2 separate regions of the Mus musculus genome follow, and region 2 is linked to region 1. Evidence: chromatin contacts called from public Hi-C data. All regions are on one chromosome and are shown on one strand. The core of a region is the stretch at or near the end of the contact, and the rest is flanking DNA. Distances in the headings are between cores, read along the strand shown.

Evidence for each region. Hi-C and Micro-C count contacts between places; a contact is called where the count stands out from the background.
Region 2: a contact with region 1 is called in a Hi-C map of liver, with 2.6 times the contacts expected there. The contact joins two enhancer-like sites. A contact is called at or near these places in 1 of 39 promoter capture datasets (the HPC-7 cell line), 1 of 484 Hi-C or Micro-C datasets (liver), 3 of 115 datasets of contacts at active chromatin or transcription factors (bone marrow-derived dendritic cells, bone marrow-derived macrophages and hepatocytes) and 2 of 9 other capture datasets (adipose tissue and pancreatic islet).

Annotation. Positions count from the first base shown.
Region 1 is chr2:90,926,927-90,931,326 of GRCm38.p6, reverse strand. No RefSeq gene overlaps it. Among named protein-coding and RNA genes, the nearest start is that of Ptpmt1, 11 kb to the right of the region's middle. Within about 2 kb of position 2,621, at least 8 of the 459 cell types and tissues checked have an H3K27ac peak or open chromatin away from gene starts, as enhancers often do. A contact at or near this core is called in hepatocytes and liver, where this site is marked.
Region 2 is chr2:91,151,399-91,155,798 of GRCm38.p6, reverse strand. Madd (MAP-kinase activating death domain) reads left to right here. Exons shown (of 35, transcript NM_001177720.1): 23 at 151-253; 24 at 724-786; 25 at 1,034-1,154; 26 at 1,259-1,364; 27 at 3,235-3,345. Among named protein-coding and RNA genes, the nearest start is that of Madd, 26 kb to the left of the region's middle. Within about 2 kb of position 2,583, at least 4 of the 459 cell types and tissues checked have an H3K27ac peak or open chromatin away from gene starts, as enhancers often do. A contact at or near this core is called in hepatocytes and liver, where this site is marked.

The DNA.
Region 1 (4,400 bases), core at 1,372-3,871:
GAACTCAGAAACCCACCTGCCTCTGCCTCCCAAGTGCTGGGATTAAAGGTGTGTGCCACCACTGCCTGGAATCTTCAACTTGTCCATTTGCCTCCCTTATGTTCTAGATGGTTCTTTTTAAAAAATTATTTATTTATTTTTATTTTTTGAGTTTTTAAAAAGATTTATTTATTTATTTATTACATGAATATGAATAGGCAGCAGCTATCTTCAGACACACCAGCAGAGGGCATCAGATCTCATTACAGATGGTTGTGAGCCACCAAGTGGTTGCTGGGAATTGAACTCAGAACCTCTGGATGAGCAGTCAGTGCTCTTAACTGCTGAGCCATCTCTCCAGCCCCTAGATTGTTTTGAAGTCACTGATTCAAGGCTTTCACACTGGCAGAAGGGGGGGGGGGGTTATTCTAAGGAGATTGGCAGGGGATTAAGAGTCTTGCATTTCTCAGGCAGTTGATATGAATTTTTATGCCTCCCAGAGCTTCCAGAGACATTTGATACTGTCTGACCCAAATGGGTTCAAGCCCCTAGTATTATTGTACAACCACTGGGGCTAAATGTGCTAGACCCAGTGGGTTGTTTTCAGCCCAGACACGTGGGAATTTAGACTTTAACTCTGTTAAGAGTGAGCTTTCTTTGTTGTTCTTTGTGCTGGCCTCAGGATTACTGAGGTGCTCCTCCTCCAGAGGTAAGGTTATGTCTTGGATTGTTGTTCCCCTCATGAGGAAAGACTATAGCAATATCACTTTCTTAGAAGATTACTTGGGCCCTTAGTAACAGGTCTGGACAAAAGGGAGCAAGGGTGTCTGGGGATCACTATGAATGACTTCCCCAGGTCCTCCCCCTTGGCAGTAGTCCATGGGTAGGATTTAGTACCTGTGGCCCCTTGTATTCAACTCTGTTGGGAGGTCAGCAGCCCACCTGATTTTTGTTCAGTCTGATAGTTGAGCCTCAGTGTTAACCAAGAGGCTAACTGGCTTTCCCTCCACTCTTAGGGGGAGGGAAGTCAAGCTCTGACATCCTCAGTCCCTCTCGGGGTGGAGGACCCTAGGTTTGGGTTTCTCCCCTCCGCATTTGGAGCAGTATTTATGCCAATGTCCAAATTCTTTGCAATAGGCAAATGGGTCTTGTTGGAGAGGTGGTCCTTCCCTTCCTTGCCCTTGGAGGCACATAGACCAATTCCCCTTGGGCCTTCCTCGGCCAATTAATCCTCATTAATGGCTGCTATCATGACTTTGGCATTCTTCCTAGCCTGTCTGTCCTCCTGATCCTCCCTGTTGTTAGATACGTTGGTAGGGATCTCAAGTAGCCTTCAAAACCCTCCATTCTCTGGAGTTTCTTTCTAATATGTGGAGCTGACTGAGTTATAAAAGCAACATTAATAGCTCTCCTGTTTTCTTCTGCCTCTGGATCAATAGGCAAGTAAGTGCCAGGGGCATCCATCCATCGCTCCAGAAAGGCTACCAGGTACTCCCTTGGTTCCTGCATTTTCTAGCTAATCTTAGATAAATTTGTGGGGTACTTTGCAGCAGTCTGGAGACCACCCAATAGAGTCTGGCAATATACCTTCAGGGACTCCTTACCTTCATCATAATTGGAGTTCCAATTGGTCAGAAGAAATGAGAAGACTGCCTTGATGACCACGGGAAGGGTGATGGCCGTCCATCTCTGTCCTGGCACCAGTTTCCTGGCCTCTCAGGACCCTTTCTCTCTTTATATGTAGAGAGAGTCCGTAACATTTGTTGACAATCGTCCTAGGTGGGCTGGTGGGTGTGAAAACATCGTTTCCTAAAGAGAAATCATGCTTTAGGACTTCTCAGAGAAGGGGGGGGGGTCTGATTTTTCAAGTTATATTTGCCATTCGTCCTAAAAGGCATATAACCCAATAGGGCTCTTCGTTCCACCACCATCCCCGCCCCTCATCCTATCAGAGCGTGCTCCTCCCTGCACCTGGGAAGCCTAGCGGAGAAAAAGAACTGCAAGCTTTGCAGGGCCTGCATCCTGCTGATGAGTTGAGCCAGAACGGTTGTGAGGGGAAGAGAGAAACATTGCAGGAGGAAGGTTGTGGGGCTCTAGCAGCGCCCTCAGTGCTAAGAGAAGAGCTCAGAGAGAAATGTTATAGCAGCGTCCTCGGCCAGAATTTTGGGATAAAGAGGCCCACTGGGAGAGGGAATGGAGTCCCTTGCGTCCACCAAAGGAGCATCAGGGCTTCTTTCTCAAAGGAGGGTGCACTGGTGCCTGAGGCTTGACAGGGCAGAGGGTAAGGGGCATCTCCTGTCGGCCCTGGAGGTGAGGGAGGAGCCATTTCGGGGGTCCCTCAGGGAGGAGGACCTAGGCCACAATATACCGTATGCTATCTGGGTGGCCTGGGTAGCCGACCATCTCGGCTCCGGCCGCAATGGAAACAAGTAAGTTAAAGGTGCCCTTTCGGGCCAATCCACGCCAAGGGTTGGTCTCTCAAGTTGGCTGAGGGTACCACGGAGTTTCCCAGGGAAGACAGAGTCTCAGGATTCCTGGGCTTTCCTTTGGAAATCCTTCAAATGCTAAAGAGCAAAGTCGAGAGATAAACCAGGATCAATAGATGGTGACTCTCTGTCGTATGATGTCAAAATACAGTACAAGACCAAAGAACAATCAACAAAGTAAAACCAAACAGAGTTGACAACAACGAACGGACTTACTACGGCCTGCCATAAACAAAGACCCAGGAAAAGTAGATGAAAAGGGTACTGACAGAGTAGCGTTTAGTAAGACAAGTCTGTCCCCAGAGCAAAAAACAAAAACAAAAACAAAAACAACAACAACAACAACAACAACAACAACAACAACAACAAAAAGTCTTAGTCCTCTCCCAAGAGGAGCCTGGAGCCTGAACCTCAGCTATGTCCTCTGAGGGAGTCTAGAGGCTACCAGCTGTCTGAGTCACTCCCTCCCAGGGACTTGACAGACCAGCTCTCTCAGAACCCTCCAAAAGGAGCCTGCAGGGTCGGAGGCTCAGCCAGACCACCAGGTCTCACTCTCCTCTTGTCTCCCACTCCGACCCTAGAAGCAATACTATGTCTGGATTTTCCTTTCTTGGGTCACAGAGCAGGTGCTAACAATTCAGAAATTCCCAGTCTCACATCCGGAGGCTACTCTGAAGACCGAGTTCAAATGGCCGGTCCTGGGGCTTGAAATAGTGGATCCCAAATGTTAGGGTCTGAGAATTTGGGAATAATCCACTATGAAAACCAAGTTTGAGCCAGCAAAATGTTTCTTTATTCAAAGCTGATATATCAGGGAGACAGCAGGGTTCAGGATCCAAACTCTGTCAATCAGGGGCAGAACAGAACAACTATTTAAGACAAGAAATCACAGGTGGTATACTTTTTTTTTTTTTTTTCGAGTCAGGGTTTCTCTGTGTAGCCCTGGCTGTCCTGGAATTCACTCTGTAGACCAGGCTGGCCTCGAACTCAGAAATCCACCTGTCTCTGCCTCCCGAGTGCTGGGATTAAAGGCGTGTGCCACCACCACCCGGCAAGATGTTCAATCTTAACTCTCTTAGCTCCATAATAATTAAGATTGTCAGATGTAGAGGGTGCTGGGTGTGTACCTCAATTGTTAAAGCCTTAGCTAGCATGCATGAGCACTGAGTAACTCAGGCCTGCTAGTGCTTGTCTATAATCCCAAGGATTATATCCTAAGGAGATAGGCAGGAAGATTGTGCAAGTGCAAGGCCTGAAGAGTCTACACAGCCAGTCAGTGAGAGCTACTTGTAGAGATTCTATTTTTAAAAAATAAGGGTGTGGTGGCAGCACTTAGGAGGCAGAGGCAGGCAGATTTCGAGTTCAAGGCCAGCCTGGTCTACAAAGTGAGTTCCAGGACAGCCAGGGCTACACGGAGAAACCCTGTCTCGAAAACCAAAAAAAAAAAAAAAAAGGGCTATCAGATGGCTCAGTGGGTAACTGGGGCCAAGCCAGATGGCGCAAGTGTGATCTCCAGGACATGTGGTTGAAGGAGAGAACTGACTCCTGTAAATGTCCTCTGACCCCCACAGTAGCTGCACCATTAGACACATACCCGCACATGCGCACACACACACAGAAGTGTAATAATGAACAGCTGGTCAGGTGTAAGTGTGCACACCTTTCATCTCAGCATTCAGGGAGCAGAGGCAGGCAGATCTCTGAGTTTGAGGCTAGCCTTGATCTATATAGCAAAGTTCCAGGACTATGTAGAAAGACTTTGTCTGGACATGATTGAACTTGGGAGGTAGAGGAATAGAGGAAGCTAGTTCAGGGCTGTCTGAACTACGAAGGGTTTGTAAGACAGCTGGAGCTACATGAGACTGTCTCAAAATGAAAGTTGGGACTTGTTAGCGGCTCAGTCTGGAAGAAGACTTGCCTTGTTTGAGTGAAGAC
Region 2 (4,400 bases), core at 1,334-3,833, 220 kb before region 1:
CAAGCATCGACGCATAAGCAGGGAAGCTGTGTTGTAATGGATGATGCCCATTGTAATGGATGTGCATGAGCCTTTCCCTGTGGTGCCTGGTTCACTTTGTCTCTCTTGGTTGGTGACTCTGGCATCTGACCTACCATCTTGTCTTTCTAGGGTAAAGCCCATAGCTTGAAGCCAAAGGAGAAGCCGGCTGGTAGTCCGATTCGCTCTTCCGAAGACGTAAGCCAGCGAGTCTATCTCTATGAGGGACTGCTAGGTAAGAAATAGACTGGCAAGGCCCCTTGCATTGGAAGAAAGCTGGGCTCAGCCATGGGAGAGGGTGGCACCAACAGCTGCTGCTTGGCTTTTTATTAATTTCAATTTTGATATCAGATGGCATCTTAAACTTCTTTTTAATATTCATTTATTTAATGGGGACAGGGGTGCATGCTACGTACACACATGGAGATCATGGGATTTTTAGAAGTTGGTTCTCTCCTTCCTCCCTCCACCATGCGGGCTCCAGGAGGGAACTCGGATCATCAGACTTGACAGCACGCATCTTCACCCACTGAGGCCTCTCAGTGGTCCAGATAGCATCTTAAAAGCTGAACCCCGGGAACCTGTGGGATAAGCAGGGGCTAGATCTAGATGAAGCTGGGCTTGGGCGTGACTCACCAGGCTGTCTCTTTCTGTCTCCTTTCTTTCCTCTTGCTACCATGTTCCTCCCTGCTCACAAATTGGCAGGAAGGGACAAAGGATCCATGTGGGACCAGCTAGAGGATGCCGCTATGGAGACCTTTTCTCTGAGTAACTGCCTTTCTTTGTGTGATGTGCTCATCCCTCCTCCTGGGGAGGGGCAAGGCCTCACGTGGAGGTCTCTGGGGTCGGAGGCAAAATGTATTAGATCTGGGAGAAAGGTTTGGTTTCCATTGCTCTGAAATTTGGAATGACCTTGTTTTATCTGGGGCTTACTATCTTTTTATTTAGCAGCTACATTCCTTAAATGTTAAATAAGCCATGCTCCCCACCCGAGAAATAACCTTATTCTACACAGGCAAAGAACGTTCTACCTTATGGGACCAAATGCAGTTCTGGGAAGATGCATTCTTAGATGCTGTAATGTTGGAAAGAGAAGGAATGGGTATGGACCAGGGTCCTCAGGAAATGATCGACAGGTATGAGACTTGACAAAGACCTGGCACTGTGCCTCTTCAGTTCCTTCCTCGTAGTCCTGGGCTCTCCTGCCTGAGAACTAACTTGTGCCTGGGTTTCTGCTTAGGTACCTCTCCCTAGGGGAACACGACCGGAAGCGCCTGGAGGATGATGAAGACCGCTTGCTGGCCACACTTTTACACAACCTCATATCCTATATGCTGCTGATGAAGGTATTGCTTATGTACTGATTGATCGTATTGCTTATGTCCAGCTGTTACTGGTGCTAGAAGGGCAAGACTAGGTCTAGTGCCTACATTTTGGACTGGTTTGGAAGCTGCCAAAGTATCTGACTGAAAAGTTCAAGGCCCCTGTGGCAGCTTGCCCACTGTTGCGTTAACTGAAGCTGCCAGGCTGTTTTGTTACTGAATGTTATGAAAGTCATTGATTATTACCTGTTACTGGTTTACTTTGAATTTGATGTATTCCCTTTGCTGAGCTGTTTTAGGCTACAACAGAGCTCTCAAATTACAACTGATTTAATACTCTTTTTTTTTTTTTTTCAGTAGTATATTCTAAAACCTTCAGGGGCTCAGAATTTATTTTTGAGCACCAGCCCTTTGTCATGTAGAATTTTCTGTAGCTAGTAAAAGCTGTCTACTGGCATGATGGTTCATGCCAGCAAATAAGGCACTTGAGAGGTAGAGGCAGGAGGATCAGGGATTCAAGGCCAAGCTTGGCTATAAGTTCAAGACCAAGTAAAACTATATAAAATCTTGTCCAAAAAGTATCTGCTTATTAACAAAGGAGTGGTAACTCTAGTGTGAGTTGTTTGGGCTTCATATTTATAATTGTGGAGAAGTGTATTGCAAATTATCAAGAGAAGTTCTTCTCTGAAAGAGAAATGTGGATTTGGATTGGTGGTGGCAGAGAATTATTGTGAGAATGAGCCTCCCTGAGCTCTCCTTAGCTTTTATTTATTTATTTATTTATTTATTTATTTATTTTTCCCTTCTTGCTCTGGCCTTGCTCACTCCAGCCCAAAGATTTATTTATCTAGTTTATGTAAGTACACTGTAGCTGTCTTCAGATGCACCAGAAGAGGGCATCAGATCTCATTACGGATGGTTGTGAGCCACCATGTGGTTGCTGGGATTTGAACTCAGGACCTCGGGAAGAGCAGTCTTAACCGCTGAGCCATCTCTCCAGCCTCTCCCTAGCTTTTAAATGTGAAGGGAGCAGTTCCCAAACACAGAGACAGACTCTGTGAGCCTTTTGCTTTGGTTGATTTTGTGTCTTAGTTAGGTTTCTGTTGCTGTTATAAGCATTATGGCCAAAAACAACATGAGAACAGAAGGGCATATTGGCTAACTGGTGATAGTCTATCATCAGGGGAAGCCAAGCCAGGGACCTGGGAGCAGGAACAGATGCAGACACCATGGAGGAGTGCTGCGTATTGGCTTGCTCAGGCTGCTTTCTCAATAGACCTCTACACCAACCTGCCCAGGGAGGGCACTGCCCAGTGAGCAGCTGGGCTCTCACATCAATCATTAATCAAAAAACAACTCAGAGGCTTATCTGCAGCTGCAGGCCAGTCTTACAAAGGGATTTTCCCAATCGAGAGTCCTTCCCAGATAACTCTACCTTGTGTCAAGTTGACAAGTCAGCATTCCTATATTGTAAGCTTTTCTTTATGCTTGAATTCCATTTCCCTGTGGTCAGGGGTGGATGGTGGTGCTTACCTGCAAGGTGTCTCAGGTACTAGCGTCCCACTTTACTGTACCTGTGTTACTGTTTCTAAATCATACTCTAAGAAGTCCTTTTGGGGAGGATGTTATGGTGGTGTTGGTAAAGGATGGGAGGAGGTGTCTCCTTGATGTCCAACTCTCTAAGAGCCACTTTCCTGTAGAAGCTAGCTAGAGGCAGAGGCAATCCCCAGCATATGGACAGAACACACAGTTGAAAGTGTTCTGCCATAGTCAGTAACATAGTCTTTCAGAATTCCATTTCTCTCAGGTAAGTGGAAACTGATTATTTTCTTGTCTCTGCCTCACTTGGGAAGGGAGCAGAGCCTTTATTAAGACTCCTGTCTTGGCTTTACAGGTGAACAAGAATGACATCAGGAAGAAAGTACGGCGCCTAATGGGAAAGTCCCACATTGGGCTGGTGTACAGCCAGCAAGTCAATGAGGTGCTCGATCAGCTGAACAGCCTGGTGAGCACATCGGACCGTCCCTTTTATCCTGCGTGTCCCCCTGCCTATACAGCGCTTTCACACTAAACACGTCTGCCATGCTGCTATGCAGCCCAGTTAATGCCTAGTTTAGAGGAGAATCGGTAGTTACAGTTAGTAGTTTAGAGATGGGTAGCTATAGTTAGTAGTTTGGAGAATGGGTAGTTAGAGTTAGTAGTTTAGAGAATGGGTAGTTAGTAGTTTAGAGAATGGGCAGTTAGAGTTAGTAGTTTAGAGAATGGGTAGTTAGAGTTAGTAGTTTAGAGGTGGGTAGTTATAGTTAGTAGCTTAGAGAATGGGGCAGTAGTCCAGGTGAGGTGTTGGTCCTTCTGTTCAGTGTGGGGACTCTCAGTCCTCCAGCTGTTAGAGTACAGCAGTTTCCATGTGAGGTCTGCACACCTCTGCGGATCTGAGATGAAATCTGTTCTCATCACAACACTTAAATGCCTCCTTTTTCTTTTTCTTTTTCCTTTTCCTTTTTCTTTTTTTCTTTTGAAACAGGGTTTCTCTGTGTAGCCCTAGCTGTCTTGGAATTCACTCTATAGACCAGGCTGACCTCAGACTCACAGAGATCTATCTGCCTCTGCTTTCTGAGTGCTGGGATTAAAGGTGTGAGTCACCAAAGTCCAGCTAAGATGCCTTCTATTACTTTTTAATATTTGTACCAAAACTCAAAAGCAGTCTTGAATAGACTGTGGCACATTGCTATCCTGACACTGAACTATGTAGCCCCACCCTCACCTCCATGCATCCTGTTCTGTAAAAGAGACAGTTTTGTAAGCTGTCATGGTGTCAAGCCTGGTCTACAGAGAGAGTTCCAAGACAGCCAGGGCTCCAGGCCTGCAGAGAGAAAAAAAGACAGTGTTTGGTAAGATAGCTCAGTAGGTAAAGGTACTGTTGCCAAACCTGACAACCTAAGTTTGATCCTTGGAACCCACGTGGTAGAAATAGAAAACTGATTCCTGCAAGCTGTCCTCTACCTGCACATGAGCTTCATAGCACATGCCTGCCCACACACAGACACACTACCCACCCAC